7 separate regions of the Mus musculus genome follow, and all the other regions are linked to region 5. A link is a contact called in public HiChIP or PLAC-seq and promoter capture Hi-C data. All regions are on one chromosome and are shown on one strand. Each heading gives the region's core, a stretch centred on a gene start, on an enhancer-like site or on the middle of the called end of the contact. The rest is flanking DNA. Distances are from core to core; before and after follow the strand shown. Region 1 has its middle 15 kb from the start of Gm45301. Region 2 holds the start of Eri1 (exoribonuclease 1). Region 3 holds the start of Mfhas1 (malignant fibrous histiocytoma amplified sequence 1). Region 4 overlaps Prag1 (PEAK1 related kinase activating pseudokinase 1). Region 5 holds the start of Leprotl1 (leptin receptor overlapping transcript-like 1). Region 6 overlaps Mfhas1 (malignant fibrous histiocytoma amplified sequence 1). Region 7 holds the start of Cldn23 (claudin 23).

Region 1 (3,076 bases), core at 545-3,044, 1.2 Mb before region 5:
AAAGTAAACATGGATTACCATGTGACCCAGAAATTTTACTTTTGAGCACTTGTCCTACAGGAAAAAAAATTTAGAAAGTATATTTGCATAAAGATCTGCATACGGATGTCTGTAAGCTTTATTTATAATAGCATCAACCTGGAAGCAAACGAAACACTCTTCCATATATTAATGGATAAGCTACAGTGCATATGGTGGGATGGTCCCAGCAAGGACAGCTTCTGATACATGGAGTCAGTGTGGAGAATCTATAGGACCACAGACCAAGTCCCACGAGCTATACATTGTGTGATGGTGTTTATATCACATCCTTGAAGTGAGAAAGAAGCATTGCGCTACTGGTGGCTTTCAGGAGTTAAGGACCACTGTAGGAGATGGATGTGAGGGGGAGGGGGAGTGAAGGGGAAGTGAGGGAGGCTGAAGACCTACAGATGTTTGCAGTGAGAATACTTTCTATCTACCTGGGTTAATGGCACCATCTTGGTTATGACTTTGCGTGACGGTTCTGGCAGCTATTGCTGGCAGCAAATGTAAGAATGTGGCACATAAGTGGAATCTCTCTCCATCATTCCTTCCAGCTGCGTGTGAACCAACAATGCGTGCACAGTAATGGTTTCATTTCTAAAACTGAAATGCCAACTATCCCCAGCTGAGTCTCATGTACAAAACAGTGTGAAGTGTGCATAATCTGGGAGGGGGGGGGGAATTAAAATAACCATTGGTGGATTCTAAATAGTTTCTTTTCTTGATACAGCATAGCCTTTTCTGTCTATACGCATCAAAGCACCCAGAATTTTATTTTTATGTAATGTTATTAGTATGATACAGAAACTGCCTTGCCAAGCAATTTAATTTGTGAATGTAAAATGAAAGCCACATACATACAGCTAGAAGATGTTCAACCGTGATTCTGTGAAATATTCTTAAGAAAGGAGATGATAATATTCCTTGCTATTACAGTCGAAACATAACCAGAGTGTGTTTGCATGGTACAGAGTCAGTCAGCTTTCTCCTGCAGAGGTTTTGCTCAATTCGCTTTTGTCTGCTTTTTTAGGACACTCTTCAGCTGCATTCCTGAGCCCAGGGAGCAGCGGGAGGGTGTCCCACTAACTGCATTGAGGAGCCCATGGAGCAGGAGTGGGGCCATTCTTACGTTCTAAGGAGGGGGTTCCCACACTTGTGTTTCTAGAACACAAAAAGCTTGGGAAGAGCCTTCGGGAGGGGAATGTGTGCCACTTTGTCTCCTGTGATGCCCGTGTCAGGCAATGTGTCTCCTTTTTGTGGTACCAGAGATTGAACCCGGCATTCTTCCTTTGAGCTTCAGTCCCTTCTCCCAAAGTGTGGCAGGCAGTTCCTTTTCTGGTTTGCTCATTTTTGTTTGTGTGTGTATCTCTGTGCTTTTTATGGCTTTTTTTTTCCTGCTGTTGTTGCTGTTTGTATAATTTTGCCTGCTAGTTTTTCTAAAGAGAAGGAAGATGAGAGTGGGGTGTGTGGGGAGCAGGTGAGAGGATCTGGAAGGAGTTGGGTGAGGGGAAAGCATGATCAAAAAATGTGTTTCATGGAAAAGATTTTTTTTTGATAAAAATAAATAAATAAATAATTGGTTTAAGAAAGTATTCCGTTGCTACATGCAATCGGAAGAGTATCAGGTATTCTGGGTTGTGTTCTCTGCTGGTCAGCACTGAGGTTACAATGGGTGGTGCAGCATGTCTGTATTCTCTGTCTGGGGAAATGGGCTCTGCCAGAGCTCAGCAGTTCCAGTGCTTTGGTCACTTTCTCTTGCCCCAGCCACTGTCAGCACAGCACAGTCACTTTCATCATCGTTGTGCTGGTGAGGAGGGACAGAGAACTTCCTGAGTAGAGAGCCTTTGAGGAAATGATGCCATTCCAGTGCAGAGAAGCAACTGGTGCCGGGAGTCTTTGCTCGAAAATGTTTCCTTTGCTTTTTGTATCAAAGTGTCTTTTCTCCTCTCCTTTTCCCTTTCCTCCCTCTCCTTCCCTCCCCTCCTCTTCCTCTCTTCCTCTCCCCCTCCTCCTTTCCCCATCTTTCCCCCTCTCCCCTCTTCTCTCTTTTTCTCTCTCCTCTCTTACTCTCTCCTCCCTTTCTTCTCTCTCCTCCCTCCTCTCACTCTCTCATAAACAAATATAAGTTATGATGGCTCAATGCAGTAGGTCATAGATGGTTGAAGAAAAGACCCTGCAGGATTCCCATTAATATGGGTATGCTGCAAATGTGCAGAGCTGGTTTCTAAAGTTGATGCAAAGGCCTTTGGGTTGGTATGTCAGCATGGGGGTCAATAACTAAGTGACCAATGGTGATTGGTAATTTATTAAAAATTAGAGTACGATGGGATTTTAAGGGATAGTGCAATGGAATGCAAGGGATGAGCATCAGAAGGGGGCGGGACCAACTAGAGGAAGGAAGTGCTGGTTAGACTTTGTCAGCTTGACGCAAACAAAAATGACCTGGGAAGAGGAAGCCTCAGCTGAAGAATCGCCAACCGTCAGGTTGGCCCGTGGGTGTGTCTGTGGGGCCATTTTTTAATTTAATGATTGTTGTGAGAGGACTCAGCCTTCTGTGGGCACTGCTACCTTGGGACAGGTGCCTCTGGGTTCTATAAGAAAGCAAGCTGAGCAACCCAAAGGCAGCAGTGTTACACCATAGTTCCTAACTGCACCCGTGCCTGAGTCCTTGTCCTAGTCTCCCTCAGTTATAGCTAGTGATTGAGACGAGTATACCAAATGAACCCTGTCCTCCACCAGCTGCTTTGAGTGACTGTCTATCACGACAGCAGGAAGAAAAGTTGGACAGAAGAGAATGAACTGAAAGATGGGCGGGAGTTTGGGAAGGTCAGTGGGGGGAAAGAAGAAATGAGAGTAAAGTCTAATGACAAACATGGATGAAGATGCCACAATAAACCTATGGATTTTTATGCCAGCTTAAAATTAATAAAATAATTTCTAATAAAATGGTATTTATTAATAAGATCAGAAAAAAAATCTTATCATGTCTAAAAAAGACCAAGCTGTCTGACCAAGGCAAATGAATCGGGGGCTCTGGAAGTGAGCCCCCTGG
Region 2 (2,889 bases), core at 301-2,800, 1.3 Mb before region 5:
ACATCCGAATCCAATCCCAGGGAGTCTCACACCTTTTGGCTTCTGTTGGCGCTTCACATACATGAAGTGTACATAGATGCACATGTAGACAAAATACTCATATACATGGAATAGCATAAAATATTTTTAAAAATAAGCAAGCAGAATTTGAGACTGGAAAAGTGATTTTTCTTCTTTTTATGGTTAGATGCACTGGCTGCCTTTTTAGAGACCCCGGTTCAATCGCCAGTGTGTGAGAAATACCAAGTAAGAGTCTTGTCTTATGACAAGTGTTTAACCATGACCAAGGCAACTCTTAGAAGGATAGCGTTTAATTGGGGCTGGCTTATAGGTTCAGAGGTTCAGTCCATTATCATCAAAGTGGGAGCATGGCACCATCCAGGCAGGCATGGTACAGGAGAAGCTGAGAGTTCAACATCTTGCTCCAAATGCAAACAGGAGAAGACTGACTTTCAGGCAGCCAGCATGAATGAGGGTCTTAAAGCTCATGCCCACAGTGACAGACTTCCTCCAACAAGGCCACATCTACTAATAGTGCCACTCCCTGGGCCAAGCATATTTAAACCACCACAAGTCTTTTCTATGGATACTATAAAACTTGGGTTTAAGACAAAGAATTGAAATCTTTTTATCTTCCTCCACCTTGTGAGACTTTTAATGAAAATGTTTCGATCCTTCAGATCCAGAAAAACTACTGTTTACTCAAAGAACTGCTCCTTTATTCCAATGGCCCCTTTCCCCATCCTCCACTTCCTGTGCACCAATTCTTTTCAGACTAGCCAATCAAATCAGGCTGTGAAACAACGGGACCTCAAATCAGGAGGAAGAGACACACACAGGCCACACCCTAAGTTAAAATAATCACCAAACACACTTCCTGACTTGTATGTATTCACTCTTCGAGCATACCCGCTTGATAAAGAGTAAAGTTCATCTTGCCCAGACACTTAAGTTGGAATGGTAGTTTCTTCCTTCGCCTCTCAAAAACACCCACATGGCAACTCCCATGTTGGGTTCTAACTCCAATCCCAGGGACAACGCTCTCTTCAGCCTCCCTGGGGTACTGCACACACGCGGTGCAGACATGCTCGCAGGTAAAACACCCATAAACACAAGGGGGGGGGGTGGAGACGAATGAAAATGATTTTTAAAAACGTCCCCAAATGCCAAACAGCATTGGAAAGGATGCAATCCTGTAGATTTCAGCGTTGTGGAATCTAGACCCTAGGAACGCATCTGCAGAAGGGCATACATAGACTACACTGGTCGTTGTCAAAGCAGCTTCTGCTACAGTGGGGGAAAAAAAGTAAATAGATTTTGAGTTACTGGGAGGAAAGACCTTAGAACTTGCAGCAAACACTAATTAGGGCAGCTTCACGCGCGCATCCCAGGCAACCGGCGCAGCACCATTTTCGAACCTGCGGGCTACCCACGCCCACTTCCCCAAATCGCTCGCCTCCCGGGCTCTCTCCCGCCGCCGTCCTACCGCGCGCGCGCGGGGAGAAAAAGGAGGGGACCCGCCCACTGCGCCTGCGCGGCGTGACAACGCCACACGCTCCCGGAAGTAGGAGGCGTCCGGCGGAGTTTGTGTGGCGGCCGCCGCGGGAACGTGAAGCGCGGTAGTTTTTCAAGGGAGAGAGCGAGGCGGCTTCCCGCGGGTCTCGGTGGACCGACAGTGAGCGTCCGCGGCCGTCTCGCGGCCCGCGAGAGGCGGCATGGAGGACGAGCGGGGCCGGGAGCGTGGCGGCGACGCGGCGCAGCAGAAGACGCCGCGGCCGGAGTGTGAGGAGTCCCGGCCGCTGAGCGTGGAGGTGAGGTCGGGAGCTCGCGCGCGCGTGCGGGGCGGCCTCGCTCGCTCCCCTGCTCCGTCCTAGTCGGGGCGAGCATCGTCGGCCTCGAGAGGGAGGAGGTCAGGCGGGAAGTTCCGAGTGAGAATTCCGCGTAAACATTCGGCGCGCGCGGGCGCACTGCCGTTCCATCAGCCCCGTGGCGCTGATTGGCTGGGTTCTCTCCAGCGCCCACCCTCCCCGCCAGATGCGGCGGCAAGCCTTTCGGGGTGCTCGGACAGCCCGTGTCTTCCCAGCCCCAGACGGCCCACTGCCCTCTGCACCCCGAGGTGCATCTGTTCCCGAGAGGACCCTCCCCCGGTCTTTCCCCGTCCCCTACTGTCTCGCCCAGAACCCTGCCACGACCGGCTTTCTAAGTGATTTGCTACTTCCTCACGGCATGGGCAAGATCAGGAGATGATCCCCGGACTTCTGTTTTTCATCTTGATGAATTAGTGTTGGCTAGCGCCGCGGGTTGTGAGCGAGATGCTAAATTCTGTCGCTTTTTCGTAAGAGGAGTTGAGTACTGACACCCAGGTTATTCATTCATTGGCAGGGTAGAGAGATAGATGGCTTGGGTGTGAAAGGCTAGGCTCAAAAACCAAAATGTCAGAAGGTGGGTATTCCATAGAGGCGTCCCAATGCCTTTATTCTTTCCATTTACACCTTCGTGTAGTAGCCAGAATAGCCTTTTAAATATTATTTTTTAAAATGTGTGTGTGTGCGCAGGTGCCTCTGAAGACCAGGAAAGGAGGTATGGGTCTTGGGGAAGAGCAGAGTTTGTTCTTCATGGTTAAGCTGTCTATCAGGCCTCTAGAGTTTCCTTTTGACAGTCTGTGCCGAGGTTGCGCTGCGCATTCCGTGCCTTCTTCAGTTTGCCCCTCTGCTCAGTTCATATACACATCTTCGTCCACTCTGGCTTCCTTGTGTTCTTTTATCGTGGAGTGTTTTGTAACGTAAGGATCTTGTGCTCCTCTTGTCCGGAGCATGCTTCTCTGGATCTTTCCAGATTATTCCCTTTGTTGGTAGGTACTTTGGAAGGCTGAAGACGCTTCCATCTGCC
Region 3 (3,168 bases), core at 233-2,732, 1.4 Mb before region 5:
TAAGATAGAGCTCCTCCAGACCAGCCAGGGGCAGCAGCGCAGCAGGGAACTCCTCGAAGAGGTTGGAAGAGAGGTTGAGCATTTTGAGCCTCTGCAGACGGCTGAACTCGTCGGGCAGAGCCTGGAGCCCGTTGTTATCTAACATGAGGCTCTCCAAACTGGCCAGCTCGCAGAAGCCTCTGGGCAGCGTGCCAAGCTCGGCCCCGCTAAGCCAGAGGATCTTGAGGGCACGCAGGGCACTGATATCCTCAGGTAGGCCTCGCAGCCGGTTGCTGGAGACGTCGAGCTCCTCCAGGGCAGCCAGCTGCAGCAGCTGCTGGGGAAAGGCGGTGAGCTGGTTGTGGTCCACGTCAAGGGTCCGAAGGTGGTTGAGGCAGGAGAAGGAATCTGGCAGATGCGCCAGCCGGTTGAAGCTGACATCCAGCTCCTCCAGGTGGGCGAGGGCACCCAGCTGGGCAGGCAGGGCTGGCAACTGGTTGTGGCTCAGGTTGAGTTTGCGCAGCTCCCTCAGGGCGCTCACCACCTCGGCTCCCAGGATGGTCAACCGGTTGTGGCTGACGTCCAGTTCGGTAAGGTGGTGGCCTAGCTCCGCCACCGCAGGGGGCAGCCGGGCAAAACGGTTCCTGCGCAAGACCAAGACGCGAAGGCTGCCCAGAGCTGACCCCAGACCTTCAGGCACATCCTCGAGGCCGTTGTTCCCCAGGTTCAGCACCTCAATGTCCCCGATGTTGGCCGGCAGCACCAGCTGGGGGGCGTCGGGGGACTCCAGTGGGTCGCCTCCGGCCCCTGGGCAGCTGAGCGTGAGCTGGCGCAGGTTGCTCCGCAGCTTCCTGGCTCTCAGGGCGGCGTCCCGCCACAGCCTCACCGTCTTCAGGTTGCCACTGTCCTGGCCAGCCATGGCGGGGCCCCGCGCCGACAACCCTCACGCCGGTACCGGAGCCCGCAGCTGCATGCCGCGCTGGACTCCGGCGGGCGCCCAGCCCCCGGGCCCTCTAGCTCCCGCTGCTCCCGGGCCACCACCCCTGCGCGGCCGGCGGCCGTGGGTCCTAGCGCAGCCGGTGGCGGGCGGCAGCGACGCAGGCAGGTTTGAGGGGCTCCGGGCAAGCGGCTCGGAGCTGGGCTGCGGCCGCGCAGCGCGGCTCGCATTCTCCGTGCTCCTGGGCCATGGGCGCGCCGGGCAGCAGGGCCGCCGCCCGCCGCGCCGCGGAGGATGCCTGCTCCTCCTCCAGCTCCGCCCGCCTCGCCGAGCCTCGGTAGCCGACTCCAGCCCCGCTACCCTCGCAGCGGCGGTCCGGAGGCCGGCGGCGTCACCTCCGCGAGCTGCAGGAGGAGGGCGGCGCTCGGCTCCGCGGCGGGCATGCTGCGGGCGCAGGGCCGGGGAGCCGGAGGTGAAGGCGTCTCCTTGTCTCCGTTTCCCCGCGGCTCGGGCGGGAGCGCGAGCGCCGCGTCCCCGGCGCTTGGAGAGCGCGATCGGGAAGCTACAGCGCCGCCCGGTGGAGCGGCCCCCACGTGACCGGCGGAGGCGCCGCTTGTTCCCGGCACCGCCCCTGGGGCGGGAGTTGCAAGTAAGCGCAGGCTTTGGGGTTTGGGGGGTCCAGCTACAGTGGGGCCGGCGACGTGGACTTCGCCCTGCGCCAGGCGCACCAGATGCGGTCCTCAAAGCTGATGTGGGACTCCGGGGTCTCCGGGTTGGTTTCTCCTGCATCAGGTTCTTTGTTGGTCCTGGCCTCTAAGGATTTCTTATTCATCCCTAAGCATAGGATTTAGCTGGCTTTCTTGCTCATCCTTCCCATGCGCCATACATCCACACCTCTATAGAGCCGGCAGAATTTAAGGACCTGGGTGTCCAAGGAGCTTAGAACAAGAGGGTAGTTATAAAAGGCAGATGGGGGAAAAGCAAAGAACCTTTTAATCCATTTGATAAGTTAGTTATTGGGGACTATTTGTACTAGGTCAACCGAAGCCTAGTTTTCAGCTCCCCTGGTTTGAGCCAGCACATCTCAGGCCTGTTGTGGGTGGCTGGGGGTTGGAGGCCATGCAAGATGTCTTAAGTCTGTACTATCCCATTTAGCGCCACAGCCGAATGCAACATGCTACATCTTGAATCCGACATTCCCCGTATTCTGTGGATTCAAAGAAATGACCGTATTATCAGACACATTTTCGCTATTGCAGGGTTCAGTGTGGGCTTGTTTCCATTGAGAGGAAGTTGGTTTGAGATCATATCTATACTCAAGTAATCTCCGAATTTATCAAAGCCGTGAAACCTGTCAAGACCGCAGAGATCACCTCTACCACTCCTTTCCAGTTGCTTAATCACTTTATCTGAGGAACACCGACAGGCAACAACTGGTTGAAAAGGACAGTCACTTTCATCGAGGGTGTGGTCACTGATAGCTTGCCAAAGCTCCAGCAGTTGGCTCCATACCACGATAATAAGGGCAACACAAATTAGACTCAATTTGCAAGCAAACAAGCTATCCTTCCATTGTAACTGTCTTCAGAAAACTCTTCTCCATTTGTCATTAGATAATCGATCATTTTGTTTATCTGCTTAAGAGAGCTGAGTAGTGCCTGGGACCTGTCAGCTTTTAGGCATGCCCCTTATCACCCCGGCTATAAAGGAGGTGAGTTTGCCTGCAAGGAACAATCCTCTACTTGCAAAGTCCTGAAAGATCCCTATGGCTAGAGTGATTTTTTTCCTCAGTTCTAGAGTTTGAACCCAGGGTTTCCAGCATGTGAGGCAAGAGGCAAGGTGACTTCTGGGAGCAAAGTTCATACTGAGCAAGCTTGGGAAAAGCCTGTACAAGAGCCCCTGAAGCTACGCATGTTCCTGCAGGCCTGTCACTGCAGCACCTGAGGGACTGAATGAAGCAAGAGGGTTTAAAGTGTGAGGTCATGGTAACATTAACTTCTTCAAGCAAAGAAGAACGTGGAGTTCTTTGAAAGCCAGGCTACTAAAAACTAAAATGTTAAATCAGGAGAAAGAATATTTTAAGTAATGGGAGAAAGGAAGAAAGGAAAGAAGGAAGTGAGGAAGGAAGAGAGTGAGGAAAGGAGGGAAGGGGGAAGGGAGGGAGGGAGAGAAGGGGAAAGGAAGGAAGGGAATGGAAAAGAGAAGGAAGGAAGGAAGGAAGGAAGGAAGGAAGACGGAAGGAAATGGAAAAA
Region 4 (2,851 bases), core at 197-2,696, 2.0 Mb before region 5:
ATGTCAAAGACCTAATGAGAGAACTTATAAAAGACTAACATTCCTGTCCCAGAAGTAGAAGCCTCTTAAACATTTCTGCGCACCTTTCAAAACCACTCAGCATTGGCTTCAGATTCGAGCCATCGGCTAATGCCTCAATGACCAGTGAACACACAGCTCTTACCATGCTAACCCCCAGCCGGAGATGTGATCCTCATCAGGGTGGCCTGGCAAGCCCCGGGACAGGCCGGCCAGTGACTTCAAGCCAGCCAGTGACTTCAGGTAGCATGGAGCTCCAGCTGTGGTCCAGAGTGCGTTCTTCTACTGCTGTGAGTCCCCAGCTCCCAGCTCCGCTTCCCTTAGTTCCTCTCTGACTTTTCTATAAAATGCACTTCCTGAGGGAGCACAGGAAAGCAGGGACGGCTCTGCCTCTGACCCGCGCCTTTAATCACCAATTGTCTTTTTTGGCCGGCTCTAAAAATACATTACGTTTCTCTACTTACTTTCTAGTACTAAGGCCCCCCCCTCTCTGAAAATTAATTAAGTCATTCAGATTTGCTTGGTAGATAGAAACACCCCTTTTGGAGTTTCTTTCAGATGTCCGAGTTAATTGCAACACATTCTCCTTGCTGTCTATCTGCAGTAGCATTTCTAAGATCCCTGACAACACACACACACACACACACACACACACACACACGTTGCCTGCTCTGTGCTGGGTGTTGCTGGAGGATGCAACCATGAATGGGATCGGCATAACCCCTGTGCTTCGACAAACCTGCAAATGGTAGGAAAATATTTCTCAAGCTATTTTAGGGAGAACACAAGCCACGTCGTTACGTTAGAACGTCTTGCAATTCTGGCTCAGACTCTTTCTAGAACAATGTTATCATTGCGACAGCTGAATGCAGACTCCTACACCGAGTGCCCACAGGGATTCTTTATCTTGCTTGCCATATTTCTGTCACTTGCACGGGACAGAAGAACAAATCACAGGCTTTCTTTGGCATGCTCATTTTGAAATATTCTCCTCTAATATCTACAAACACATTAGAAAACACCAGAGGGTAGAAGTCGGGTAGGCTGGTATATGTCTATAACCCCATGCTGGGCAGTGGCAAATGGAAGCAGGTGGATTCCAGAGCTTGAAGACCACCTAACTCAGTGGTTTTCTCTGTAGGTCACAACCCCCCTCGGGGCATATCAGATATTTACATTATGATTCATGACGGCAGCAAAATTATAGTTATGAATTAGCAACCTAATAGTTTTATGGTGGGGGGGTCACCACAACATAAGGAGTAATATATAAACTAAGTAATGTATTAACGGATTGCAGCCTTAGGAAGGTTGAGAACCACTGATCTAGGCGAATGGTTAAGCCAGTGCTTCTATTGAGAGATGCCCCCTGACCCGCTAACGTAGATAAACACTTGATCCTCAGAGGGTGAAGCGGTTTGGAAAGGTTTAGAAGGTGTGGCCTTGTTTGCAGAAGTATGTCACTGGAGGCAGGCCATTTCCAGTTAGCTTTCTCTGCTGCATGCTTGTGCTTCGAGATAAGAGTCCTCCACTGCCCACTCCTGCCATCACGCCTGTGGCCCGCTGCCCCATGCTTCCAAACCAGCCACTATGGACTCTACCCTTATGGGACCGTAAGCTAAAATAAATCCCTTTTTTCTCTAGGTTGCCTTGGTCATGGTGTTTTAACATAACAACAGACATGTAACTAATGCAGCTAGGCCCCAGGTTCAGTAAGAAACTCTGACTCGAAGTAATAATAATTAATAATAATAGTAGTAGTAATAATAATAATAATAATAAAGTAATAGAGGAAGGTTCCCAGTACTGACCCCTGGTCTGCACAATGCACTCCCCATCTCCATCTAACCACACCCTCACAATACAACCCTCCCCACCTACACACACACACACACACACACACACACATACACACACACCTATACAAAGAGGTACACCATTTTGGTCAATATACTACCCCTTCCCCTTATAGATTCATTTTTCAAATGAAATTCATCTTCTCCTGGTCACCAAAGTGCCCAGCACTTCCTTCCTTTCTCCCTGTCCAGGCAGAGAGGAATGCTTTCCTTTCTCCTTCAAGCCTTCCACCCTTAGGTGTGCACTGGCTCCCCTTACTTACAACCCCCTGCCCCACATTCCAGTCTTCAGGCAGCCCCTCTCTCTGGAACTCACATGGAACTGTGGGAATCACCTGGCTGGCCATATCTGCATAAACCTGGTTAGATTATTTTAATTGTTTCATGTAAAACAAGCTTTTTTCTACACCCAAACCAGACCCTGGTTGCAGGGCTAAGTCATAGGCAGGGCATGCTGGAACACAGAGTAAATATCTTGATTCAGTTTATCTGCCTCTGTTTCAATATCTCCCTGGCATCTGGGAGAAGACACCCTCTCCTTAAGACAGAATTATCCTTGGTGGCAAAACATGCCGGAGGCTGAAATGCCAGGCAACTCTTGATTGAAGGAGGGAAACTTTCTCTTATCTACAAAATGCAATAGTCTTAAAATAGCCTGCATTTCAATACATTGTATAGTCTTTTTCCTCAAAAAATTAGCAATTAGGCTGGTAACAAATGTAAAAAGAATCTGTTACTGTCTTTGGTGCATTAAAAAACAAAACACCAGGGTCTTGAGTATTCCAAGCTAGCTCTAAAAGCTACCTAACTGACGTTGGCCTTGAGCTTTTGATTATCTCCCCATTCGTGCTGCTTGGTGAAGATGTTCTAAGAGTTATTTTGAAAGTGCCAAGGACTGAAAGGTACTCAAAGGACCGGGCTGCTTTGGGGGTACCTTTCACACTCACTTATTTGCATGTATAAGTATAGAAAATTGG
Region 5 (2,904 bases), core at 311-2,810:
TGCTTTCCCTGTTATGATCTTAGTATGTCCATGTCCTCCTGGCTTCCAGTTTCAGTTCTCACCCAATAAACTTATAGGGCGACTCCCTTTCAGTCTGTGTAGGTACAGATTCCAAAACTTCTCGGATAGGGCCTACAACCGTGACCAACCCATTGGCTTCTCCTCTCTCCAGCTTTCCAAATTCCCGTTCCATTTATTAGCAAAGAGCATGTTCCATCTGCCCCCCAACACACACACACACACACACAAACAACCCAACTTTGTCTTTCCATTAAAAGAGTCCTGTCAGATCAAACCAAAGGACTATTTCCCATGTCTTCTATTTCCTAGATATTTCTAGGATAGAGGTTGTCTCTGCCTTCTTAGATTCAACAGAGGAGACCTACATATTAGCAGCTGTAAGGCCTATTAAAGGGGAGAGTGTATTTTACAGGCTGTATTTTACAGGCTTAGCAAGGTTCCGAATAAAGGAAAACACAACCGGCTAGGTCTGGGAGCCCATAAGGCATTTTAACAAAAGGCAATACGCTGTGGGAAAGCAACTAAATGGAAGAAATTTGGGCTTTCAGGGGAAAACTAAGGGAGATAAAGGCTATTTCTGTAACATTTCTACAAACTCCAATTGCGGCTGCTTACAGAGACATCTGTCTCTTCCTCAGAAATGAAAATATTTACACATGGGAAATTTTGTGTTGCAAATATCTTCTCATGTAACACAGGAAAGGAAGTTCCGGCTACCTTTACAAGGAGAAACTTAAATCGGTCTGATTTTGTACAGAAAAGGAGCGCAGCCAATTCCCCTTCTATGTCTCTCTCTTTTTTAAAATTGATTTCAGCTACAGTCATCTTTCCGCCGCCCCAGTGGTATATTTTGGAGTGCAGATGGATCCCTCTTGCTATCCATTATCTTCGTCGCACTTTTGTTCTCTTTTGAGTATTTTCTCTTTCTAGTCTGCAAACAACCCGAGGGCAGAAACTACACCTGGTTTTGTTCATCCCAACGCCTACCCGGTTCCCCAGCATATGCTATGTGGGAAGCTTACATAAATATATAGGATCTCTGCGGGGCGCCCCCCCCCCCACTTCCCCATCCTTTTTGTCACCAAGACTGAAAAGCTCTCCGACTCCCAAGAGGAAGCATCTTTATGTTCACATTATGACTCGTTGACTCCCTGCGGGGGTGGAGGGGACCTCATGGGATCTGTGTTAGGAACCCAAGGAGAGAAGCAGAGACCACCCATCTCACGTGTCACAGACTGGGTGGTGGGAGGAGAAATGGGCTCGCGGGGCAGAAAGTGAGGCGATCCCGCAAAGACATCGCCCGCATCTTCACGAGCTCCGCACGCTCTCTTCTCGAGACCGCGGGGACTCCGGGCCGGAGCTGCCCCGCACGTCCCCAGCTGGCCCCCCTCAGCCGCGGAAGGAAGGACGCCGGCCCGGCCCGGCCCGGCCTCGCGCGCCCCCACGCCCCCGCGCGAGCCGCCGGCGGAAGTGCAGCGGGGTGCACTTCCGGGTGTTGTCTGGCCGCCGCCGCCGCCGCGCGTCTCGGGTCTCCCGGCCACCGCCCGGGTCGTGGAGCCAGGAGCGACGTCACCGCCATGGCGGGCATCAAAGGTGGGCCTGGGCCGCGGGGCCGGGGCCGTAGGGATGGGGCGGGGCGGCGTGGGGACGACCCAGCCGGGCTCCTCCGGCGGTGGCGCTCCGCCCCTGGACCAGAACGGGGCAACCCGGCCACCGACGCGGTCTGCGCGAGTTTGCACCCAGAGACATTGAGGGCTGCGATCGGGAGGAATGCCCGGCACGGCAAACCAGTGTGGTTTCCCACCCGAGGCACGAACGCGCCCGTCTCCCAAACCCGGGCTCTGCATCCGCTCCCGGGATCGCGGTGCACAGGCTTTCCCTGCCTCTTAAATCGAATGCATCTTTGGTGTTTTTAAGGTGCAGTAGAGCCCGGATGCTAACCCAGAGTGCTCCTGGCTTCCTTTCCCCCACAAGTGCACGTTGACACTTTGTAGTTGTGATTTTTTTTTTTTTTTAAGAAGAAAGGTAACGAACACCTTGATGAAAGGTTACTTGTCTATTGGTGTGTTTTCTTCAGAGAGAACGGGATGTTGCATTCTTTGAAGACAGGGAACTTGGCTCAGTAGTAGTCTTGCCCCTGGGGTTAGAAGCAAAGTTTTGTATTTACTTATCAGCGGATCACTTTGATTTCCTGACCTGCTTTGTAGAAGAGATAACCTAGTTGGAAGTAAAAACAGTTGGATAGTGGTGCTTCCACCTCGCTGGTAAGGGCGACTTTGGCTGAGCTTTTTCCCTGGTTCACGTTTTTTCTGGTGTCTTGTTTATTTTCGGTGCCTAAAAAAAAAAAAGATGTTATTTCTCGTATAGAACCTTGTCATCTGAGCAACTAGGACACTTTCGGATCTCTTTTTGAGCTATAATAGACCCTTTCAAGTTCTAACGTGGATGGAAGTTACTGTAAAGTGCTGTTCTTTTTAGGATGTTGCCTGCGTTTCTCTACCCACCTGCGGTGTCATTAATGAGGGACTCTTTAAAAAAAGAAAACAGTTTTTATGGTTCTCCAAATCTGGATAATGTTAATCCTGGTGACAGTGACTGGGGGGGGGGGTAATTTTACTTTTTAAAGATTTCAGTGCCTTTTAAAGTTACAGGTTGCTTATCAAGATATTTCTTCCTGTTGGCCTTTAGATTGCCCTTAAGTAAGGAGTATTGCTGTAAAGACCATTACATATTTCTTGAGCCAGTTGCCTGCTACTCTGTGATACATTATATTTTCTGCTAACTCCCAGGCCGGGGAACTTGACCCCTTCACCTCTGTCTTTGTAGTCCATCTTTAGAGAATTTTTGCTAGGTAATTGGGCTGTTCCATCCCTGGCCCAGAGG
Region 6 (2,982 bases), core at 49-2,548, 1.5 Mb before region 5:
TTTTGTGTTGTTGTTGTTGTTTTGTTTTTCAAGACAAGGTTCTTCTGTGTAGCCCTGGCTGTCCTGGAACTCACTCTGTAGACCAGGCTGGCCTCGAACTCAAAAATCCACCTGTCTCTGCCTCCCGAGTGCTGGGATTAAAGGCATGCGCCACAACTGCCCGGCTCCTTTTCAAGTCTTATCTTCCTTTAAAACAAACAAGCAAGCAGACAGACAGAGGAACGGAGCTTCTGAGAGGTCCCTCAGGGACCTGTAATTCCAGCCTTCTGGAGTGTTCCTAGACAGAATTTACAAGCTTCGGCAGGATTCCTGTGCTGAGCCTTAAAAAGGAAGCCCAGGGAGTGGGAACTTCCAAAGCCATCACACATCAGTAAGCTCCAATTTAGACGCACAATGGCTCATTGGGGAAGAAATCTGACTTAACAGACAGATGGTACTGGGCTCGGGCTGTGGTTGAGTAGTGGGGCACTTGCCTGGCATATGCAAGGCCCTGGGTTCAGCTCCCAGTCCCAAAAGACAGAGCCAATGCTTCCGAAACAGAGAAGAGAGTTTTGGGAGAGACGTAGGCCAGGGAGATGACTCAGTAGGTGAAGGCACCTGGCAGGCCCAAGCTTGCCCCCCTAAATCTCATCCCTAGGAGCTAGATGGCGAATTGAGCAAACCAGCTTTCCACGGTTGACCTCTGACTTCCACATGCGTATTGTGGCACTCCCCACCCCACCCCCACATTCACAAATAAAGTAAGTGGAGTGAAAAATAACTAAAACAGTGGCTCTTACAGCTTTTTTCCCCTTTGGGGACTCAAACAGATGAGAGCAGCAGACTCTTCTTCCTGTAGCTCAAATTTGAGCTAAGAACACAAAATTGCCACTCCTTTTAACTGGTAAAACTAAACCAATAACCAAACCAACCCGGAAATAATGAAATGCTGGAGCTACCACGGCTTAACCATTTCATTGTGTTTTTATTGTTTTTTTTGTTTTGTTTTGTTTTTGTTTTGTTTTTTAACTTCTGCCCCGTTAGGACAATGAACTGGGAAACCACAATTACAATTCACAGACTGCAGCATGAAAAACACACACTCCACTGGAATCCCAACAAGCCCTTCCTCTTTATTCATTCAAAAGAGTCCAGCGCACACGTCAAACATGAGCACTGTCGGATTTTTTGTCTTGTTTTGTTTTGTTTTTTTTTCCTTAGAAGGGGGAAACATTTATTCTGGCAGCACTTGTACAATCCCAGGAAGTGGTTTTGATACCGTTAGTTGTAAGAATAGAAACCATAACAAACTCGGAGCGCATTTGAGAGGCACGGGGCTCCTTGGGTAGAACGAATTCCTCTTGTGCTTAGTGGATGGCCCCTCAGCTGCTGGCTGCTGAGTCTTCCCAGGTGTGAAATAAGGAAACAGAATTTCTCATACAGCCGCCGCTGAAATTCTTCTGGGGCAAGGTGGCTTCTGTATCTCAGCCCTTCCCCCCCACACTGAGGCAAGTTCTCACGCTTTGCTGGAGCTTTCTCGGGCACGTGACCCTCTGATCGTGCCCACCCTAGCCACGATACATGACCGCCAAGGTTCCCTCATCTACGATGCTTCTCTAGGGTTCAGATGACAACACACAACATCACTTGTCAGAAAGTAACAGATATTCAGAACATGGGCATCTGTGTTTATGAAAAGAGCATCCATGGGCAGGGTATGCTCTCCCAAGGAGCCTTCTTCTGATTTGACATGGCCCTCTGGGAAGTAAACCCAAAATCATAGCGGACATTGAACTTTGCTGACTTGACAGTTTCAGAACTGTTTGGTGCCAATTTAAAAAAAAACAAAAACAAAAACAAAAAGCCAATAACAACAAAATAAACTATTGCCCAATAATTCAGTGGTCTACAAAGGAAGGGGAATGCTAACCCTCTGGTTTACACTTGCACACATACACATGAGACCTATGACAGAAGAGATCAACCAGATTCTTACCCATCCTGCAACTGTGTCCTAAAAGGAAAAAGACATTTTAAACTGGACTTGTCATGTTCAAGTATTCAAAACATAGAGAGAGAGAGAGAGACAATCCCTACTAGATTCTGATTTCTGAGAAATTGCCTCCACATAACGGGCTCCGGGGGGCAGGGAAGTCAACTGAACAGATTCAACACGAATCTTATTTGTAACGCCTCAAGAAGTGCAGTCGCCTGCTTGTATTCCTTCCTCTTAAAGATTCGTGGCAACTGCCTGTGCTGTGACATTCTAGGAGTCAATATTTTAGAATACAGGTGACAGAGTAAGAAGAGCTGACACACTTTTCTTGTGGGGAACAGTCAGTTTGACATGTTTCCTGTCAACACACGGAGGAGGCGGATGTAAACACAGTCCTTTACAGTCTTCAGAGAATGTGTCTCTACTGCAACACGTGCTGTTTGGCCCTAACCAGGAGGACACTGGAGAGCAATTTGTAGAGTTTGTTTTTAAGTGTTTAACCTCCTAGAGGTTTCAAAACAATGGTTCTACTAGGACCTTGGCTGCAGACTTCCTCCAAGTGGCTCTGCATGAATAAACAGCCAATGAGGGATGGAGCCCTGAAAGAGGATGCTCCTTTCAGGAAGGCTACCAATCAGATGGAGAGGTTCACAGAGGGCTCTGCAAAATCATGCACGCTGTTCCCGGGGTCAGGGAGACAGGGGGGGGGGGCGGGGGGGTGCATAGCAGGAGAACAGCTGCAAGATTTAGAACTGAACTCAGATTATCTCAAGTTGTTCCAAGATTCGGGTTTTCAGAGATTCGTCACCTCGTCTGGCCTCTAGGAACGCACCCCTCAGCCTCAGTGGTCATGGGTGGAGACAGAACAGCTATCATTCTACCACCATGTCCAGTGACTAGCAAGCAGGGAGGTGTGATGAAAAGGTGGGAGGGGACTCTGTCTCCATGGGCTGAACGCCACTGGGGAGTATTAAGAGTTCTAGGAACCAACCTTGAACCTAGCTATG
Region 7 (2,804 bases), core at 137-2,636, 1.7 Mb before region 5:
TCTCGCCCAATATAAAGTGAATATGTTCTAAATATGTAAAGGTATTTAAGGAGAATGTGAACAGCTCATACCTAGACCAACAGGAATGTTAAGATGAGTTTGACAGGCAGTGCCAAAGTAGGTGGTATTCAATGAGCAAAACATATTACGTTATTGTGGGTAATTATACGCTCATTATAAAAACCTTTTAAAAAAGAAACCTAAGCACGTGGATTGTAAACATTGTATTCTGTCAAATTGGCTAATTAAAGGCTGCACACTAAACCAGTGACATCAGGGATCACTGGCTCCTGCCTTTGCCGATGCAGATTTTCAAGCTGTCGTTTTTAACCAATCAAGGTGAATATCGTGCTCCTTCTAATTATATTTCATTGGTTACAAATTTGCCCTTTTCCATGAAAATAAAAAAAGCTAATTGACATTCTTTGGATAATAACCAATTATATTCCATCCTCGCAGAACCTCTGGGTTTCTCCAATACATCATAGGCCCGCCAAGTTCTGAACGGGAAAATCGAGTCAGCCTCTTATCCACTTGAAAAAAAAACGGTTTGTTATTAATTTTTAAATGTATTCACTTTACATCCCAAACAGCTCCCCTTCTCCTCCCAGTACCCCCATTTAGTTCCTTCCCTCATTCTCCTCTGAGAAGGGTGCCACCCCCACCCCCCAACACACACACATAAGTCACTGCAGGACTTTACAAGACTGAAGAGAAAACTCTTTCGCAACTCTTCAACCCAGAAATACTCTCCCTTTCATATGAGTTAAACTTCAGGCAGAGCGTGGAGACTTTATTAAGCAAGTCTAGCAAAGTTTCCATAATGCAACTGTTTGGATACACCCTGAGCCTGGAAACCGTGGTGCACACAGGTCCCGTGCATCCTGAGCGCACCACTGTGCCCTACGTGGCTGCAGATGGCAGCGCAAAACTTTCGAGGGATGCTGGTCACCAGCTGGGAGTGAAAAGAGACTTGTGTTGGCAGGGCCCACGGGCAGAGTTGGGGAGAATTGGAGGCAGTGTAGGGACGCTTTGCTTTCTGACCGGACCTGAGAAGGAAAGGGAAGAGGGGAAGGTGTAGCTAGGCGACAGGTGAGACGACACTAGCGGCCCGCCCCCTTTGTCCCGCCTACAAGCGCGCAGGCAGTGCGAGAGAGCGAGGGCGGGGCGACCTTTGCTCGAGCCCTAAACCATCCGGGCGGGCTGGGAGGAGTGGCCGGGCTAGGAGGAGCGGCTGGGCTAGGGTGGGGTGTCCGGGTCCTCAGAGTCCGAGGTCGCCTCCTTGCCAAGTGGCCCTGGCGCTCCCGCCCCTCCCACCCGGTAGGGTTTGGCCTTGGGGGCCGCACCTGGGCGCGCGGTTTCGGTCTGACCGGACTCGGAGCTGGTTTCGATTAGGGACAGCGGCTGGGCGAGAGGGCGGAGCGGTTGGGACGCGAGAGAGGAGGGGACTTGGTGTGAGAGGCTCAGTGGGGACAGTTCCGCGCGAGAGACAAAGAGCGCCCAGAGAGCGCAGCGAGCATCGCTGCTACCCAGCCCGGCAACCTCGCAGATTCGAGGACAGGGTGCGCAGCGGAGCAGCCACAGCTGCTAGGGACCCAAGAGGCTACGCAGGATGCGGACGCCGGTGGTGATGACGCTGGGCATGGTGCTCACGCCCTGCGGGTTGCTGCTTAATCTTGTCAGTACACTGGCCCCGGGCTGGCGGCTGGTGAAGGGCTTTCTGGACCAGCCAGTGGACGTGGTGCTGTACCAGGGGCTGTGGGACATATGTCGCGAGCAGAGCAGTCGCGAACGCGAGTGCGGCCAGCCCGACGAGTGGAACTACTTCCAGACCCAGCCTGTGCAGGTGGCCCGGGGACTCATGATCACGTCACTGGCCACTACCGCCCTAGGGCTGCTGCTGGCTTCCCTCGGTGTGCGCTGTTGGCAAGATGAGCCCCACTACGGGCTAGCGGGCCTCTCTGGCGTGGTGTTTTTCGTCGCTGGCCTCTTCAGCCTCATCCCGGTCTCCTGGTATAACCACTTCTTGTCAGATCCCGACGTCCTGGCCGCCCCGAGCTCGCCGGTCACGGTGCAGGTCAGCTACAGCCTGGTGCTGGGCTACCTAGGCAGCTGCCTGCTGCTTCTGGGCGGCTTCTCTCTGGCGCTCAGCTTTGCGCCCTGGTGTGAAGAGCGTTGTCGCCGCTGTCGCAAGGCGCCCCCAGCAGGCCCGCGCCGCAGCAGCATCAGCACCGTCTACGTGGACTGGCCGGAACCAGCGCTCACACCTGCCATCAAGTACTACAGCGACGGACAGCATCGGCCTCCTCCCACCGCAGAGCACAGGGACACCAGCAAGCTCAAGGTTGGATTCCCGATGCCACGACCGCCACCCAAGTCCTACACCAACCCGATGGATGTGCTTGAGGGAGAAGAAAAGAAGACAGCCACCTCCCAAGGTGGTTCCTCCTCTCGCAGCACTCGGCCCTGCCAAAATTCGCTGCCCTGTGACTCCGACCTGTAGACAGGGTTCACCTGAGCTCTGCCTGGAGTCTGAGGGTGACTTGAACTTCTGCCAGTACATCTGCAACTAGAACCCTGGTCGCCTTCCTCTAACTGGAGGGCAAGCCTTCCTTTTCTAGGGCCAAACTCCTCTCCAAATACTAGGTTGGGTTCATTTATCTTTTAAGGAGTTTTACTTTTCTCTCCAGAGGGACCAGGTCTTCTTATGCAGTGACAAGAGTGCGTAGTGTTTTCTTTGCATACTGTTCATCGCAGTAGCAACAAAATTGCAATCAGCCAACAGGCTTTAAAACGTCCCTGAA

The links. Promoter capture Hi-C pulls out the DNA fragments that hold promoters and counts their contacts. HiChIP or PLAC-seq counts read pairs in DNA pulled down with a chosen protein or histone mark.
Region 1: a contact with region 5 is called in an H3K4me3 HiChIP or PLAC-seq map of bone marrow-derived macrophages, with 6 times the contacts expected there. The contact joins the enhancer-like site here to the promoter of Leprotl1 in region 5. A contact is called at or near these places in 3 of 39 promoter capture datasets (embryonic stem cells, hippocampal neurons and liver), 1 of 484 Hi-C or Micro-C datasets (bone marrow-derived macrophages), 9 of 115 datasets of contacts at active chromatin or transcription factors (bone marrow-derived macrophages, differentiating embryonic stem cells, double positive thymocytes and 4 more) and 1 of 9 other capture datasets (liver).
Region 2: an H3K27ac HiChIP or PLAC-seq map of regulatory T cell precursor shows a contact between it and region 5, with 13 times the contacts expected there. The contact joins the promoter of Eri1 here to the promoter of Leprotl1 in region 5. A contact is called at or near these places in 12 of 39 promoter capture datasets (the C10 cell line, HPC-7-derived erythroid cells, cranial neural crest and 8 more), 1 of 484 Hi-C or Micro-C datasets (erythroblasts), 14 of 115 datasets of contacts at active chromatin or transcription factors (the 230-238 cell line, Th17 cells, double positive thymocytes and 11 more) and 2 of 9 other capture datasets (adipose tissue and liver).
Region 3: an H3K27ac HiChIP or PLAC-seq map of regulatory T cell precursor shows a contact between it and region 5, with 7 times the contacts expected there. The contact joins the promoter of Mfhas1 here to the promoter of Leprotl1 in region 5. A contact is called at or near these places in 6 of 39 promoter capture datasets (the 3T3-L1 cell line, cranial neural crest, hippocampal neurons and 2 more), 1 of 484 Hi-C or Micro-C datasets (uterus), 7 of 115 datasets of contacts at active chromatin or transcription factors (astrocytes, cardiomyocytes, differentiating embryonic stem cells and 4 more) and 2 of 9 other capture datasets (adipose tissue and liver).
Region 4: an H3K4me3 HiChIP or PLAC-seq map of the 230-238 cell line shows a contact between it and region 5, with 9 times the contacts expected there. The contact joins the enhancer-like site here to the promoter of Leprotl1 in region 5. A contact is called at or near these places in 4 of 39 promoter capture datasets (the C10 cell line, hippocampal neurons, liver and 1 more), 1 of 484 Hi-C or Micro-C datasets (B cells), 3 of 115 datasets of contacts at active chromatin or transcription factors (the 230-238 cell line, bone marrow-derived macrophages and microglia) and 2 of 9 other capture datasets (adipose tissue and liver).
Region 6: a contact with region 5 is called in an H3K27ac HiChIP or PLAC-seq map of double positive thymocytes, with 8 times the contacts expected there. The contact joins the enhancer-like site here to the promoter of Leprotl1 in region 5. A contact is called at or near these places in 1 of 39 promoter capture datasets (the C10 cell line), 1 of 484 Hi-C or Micro-C datasets (CD4 T cells), 3 of 115 datasets of contacts at active chromatin or transcription factors (astrocytes, double positive thymocytes and regulatory T cell precursor) and 1 of 9 other capture datasets (adipose tissue).
Region 7: a promoter capture Hi-C map of hippocampal neurons shows a contact between it and region 5, with 3 times the contacts expected there. The contact joins the promoter of Cldn23 here to the promoter of Leprotl1 in region 5. A contact is called at or near these places in 3 of 39 promoter capture datasets (cranial neural crest, hippocampal neurons and liver) and 2 of 115 datasets of contacts at active chromatin or transcription factors (astrocytes and embryonic hindbrain).

What each region holds. Positions count from the first base shown.
Region 1 is chr8:35,393,024-35,396,099 of GRCm38.p6, reverse strand. No RefSeq gene overlaps it. Among named protein-coding and RNA genes, the nearest start is that of Gm45301, 15 kb to the left of the region's middle. Within about 2 kb of position 1,794, at least 43 of the 459 cell types and tissues checked have an H3K27ac peak or open chromatin away from gene starts, as enhancers often do. A contact at or near this core is called in bone marrow-derived macrophages, where this site is marked.
Region 2 is chr8:35,494,194-35,497,082 of GRCm38.p6, reverse strand. It overlaps Eri1 (exoribonuclease 1), which reads left to right and starts at 1,550. Exons shown (of 7, transcript NM_026067.3): 1 at 1,550-1,811. The coding sequence starts at 1,716. Gm51568 (a long non-coding RNA gene) reads right to left here and starts at 1,557. Exons shown (of 2, transcript XR_003947532.1): 1 at 1-1,557.
Region 3 is chr8:35,586,103-35,589,270 of GRCm38.p6, reverse strand. It overlaps Mfhas1 (malignant fibrous histiocytoma amplified sequence 1), which reads right to left and starts at 1,482. Exons shown (of 3, transcript NM_001081279.2): 1 at 1-1,482. The coding sequence starts at 898. It overlaps Gm16793 (predicted gene, 16793), which reads left to right and starts at 251. Exons shown (of 3, transcript NR_040376.1): 1 at 251-433.
Region 4 is chr8:36,119,431-36,122,281 of GRCm38.p6, reverse strand. The region is part of intron 3 of Prag1 (PEAK1 related kinase activating pseudokinase 1); the gene reads right to left. Among named protein-coding and RNA genes, the nearest start is that of Prag1, 26 kb to the right of the region's middle. Within about 2 kb of position 1,446, at least 38 of the 459 cell types and tissues checked have an H3K27ac peak or open chromatin away from gene starts, as enhancers often do. A contact at or near this core is called in the 230-238 cell line, B cells, adipose tissue and 2 more, where this site is marked.
Region 5 is chr8:34,145,395-34,148,298 of GRCm38.p6, reverse strand. Leprotl1 (leptin receptor overlapping transcript-like 1) reads left to right here and starts at 1,560. Exons shown (of 4, transcript NM_026609.2): 1 at 1,560-1,614. The coding sequence starts at 1,599.
Region 6 is chr8:35,677,412-35,680,393 of GRCm38.p6, reverse strand. Mfhas1 (malignant fibrous histiocytoma amplified sequence 1) reads right to left here. Exons shown (of 3, transcript NM_001081279.2): 3 at 945-2,982. Among named protein-coding and RNA genes, the nearest start is that of 1700015I17Rik, 41 kb to the left of the region's middle. Within about 2 kb of position 1,298, at least 53 of the 459 cell types and tissues checked have an H3K27ac peak or open chromatin away from gene starts, as enhancers often do. A contact at or near this core is called in double positive thymocytes and regulatory T cell precursor, where this site is marked.
Region 7 is chr8:35,825,141-35,827,944 of GRCm38.p6, reverse strand. Cldn23 (claudin 23) reads left to right here and starts at 1,386. Exons shown (of 1, transcript NM_027998.4): 1 at 1,386-2,804. The coding sequence starts at 1,613. The coding sequence ends at 2,503.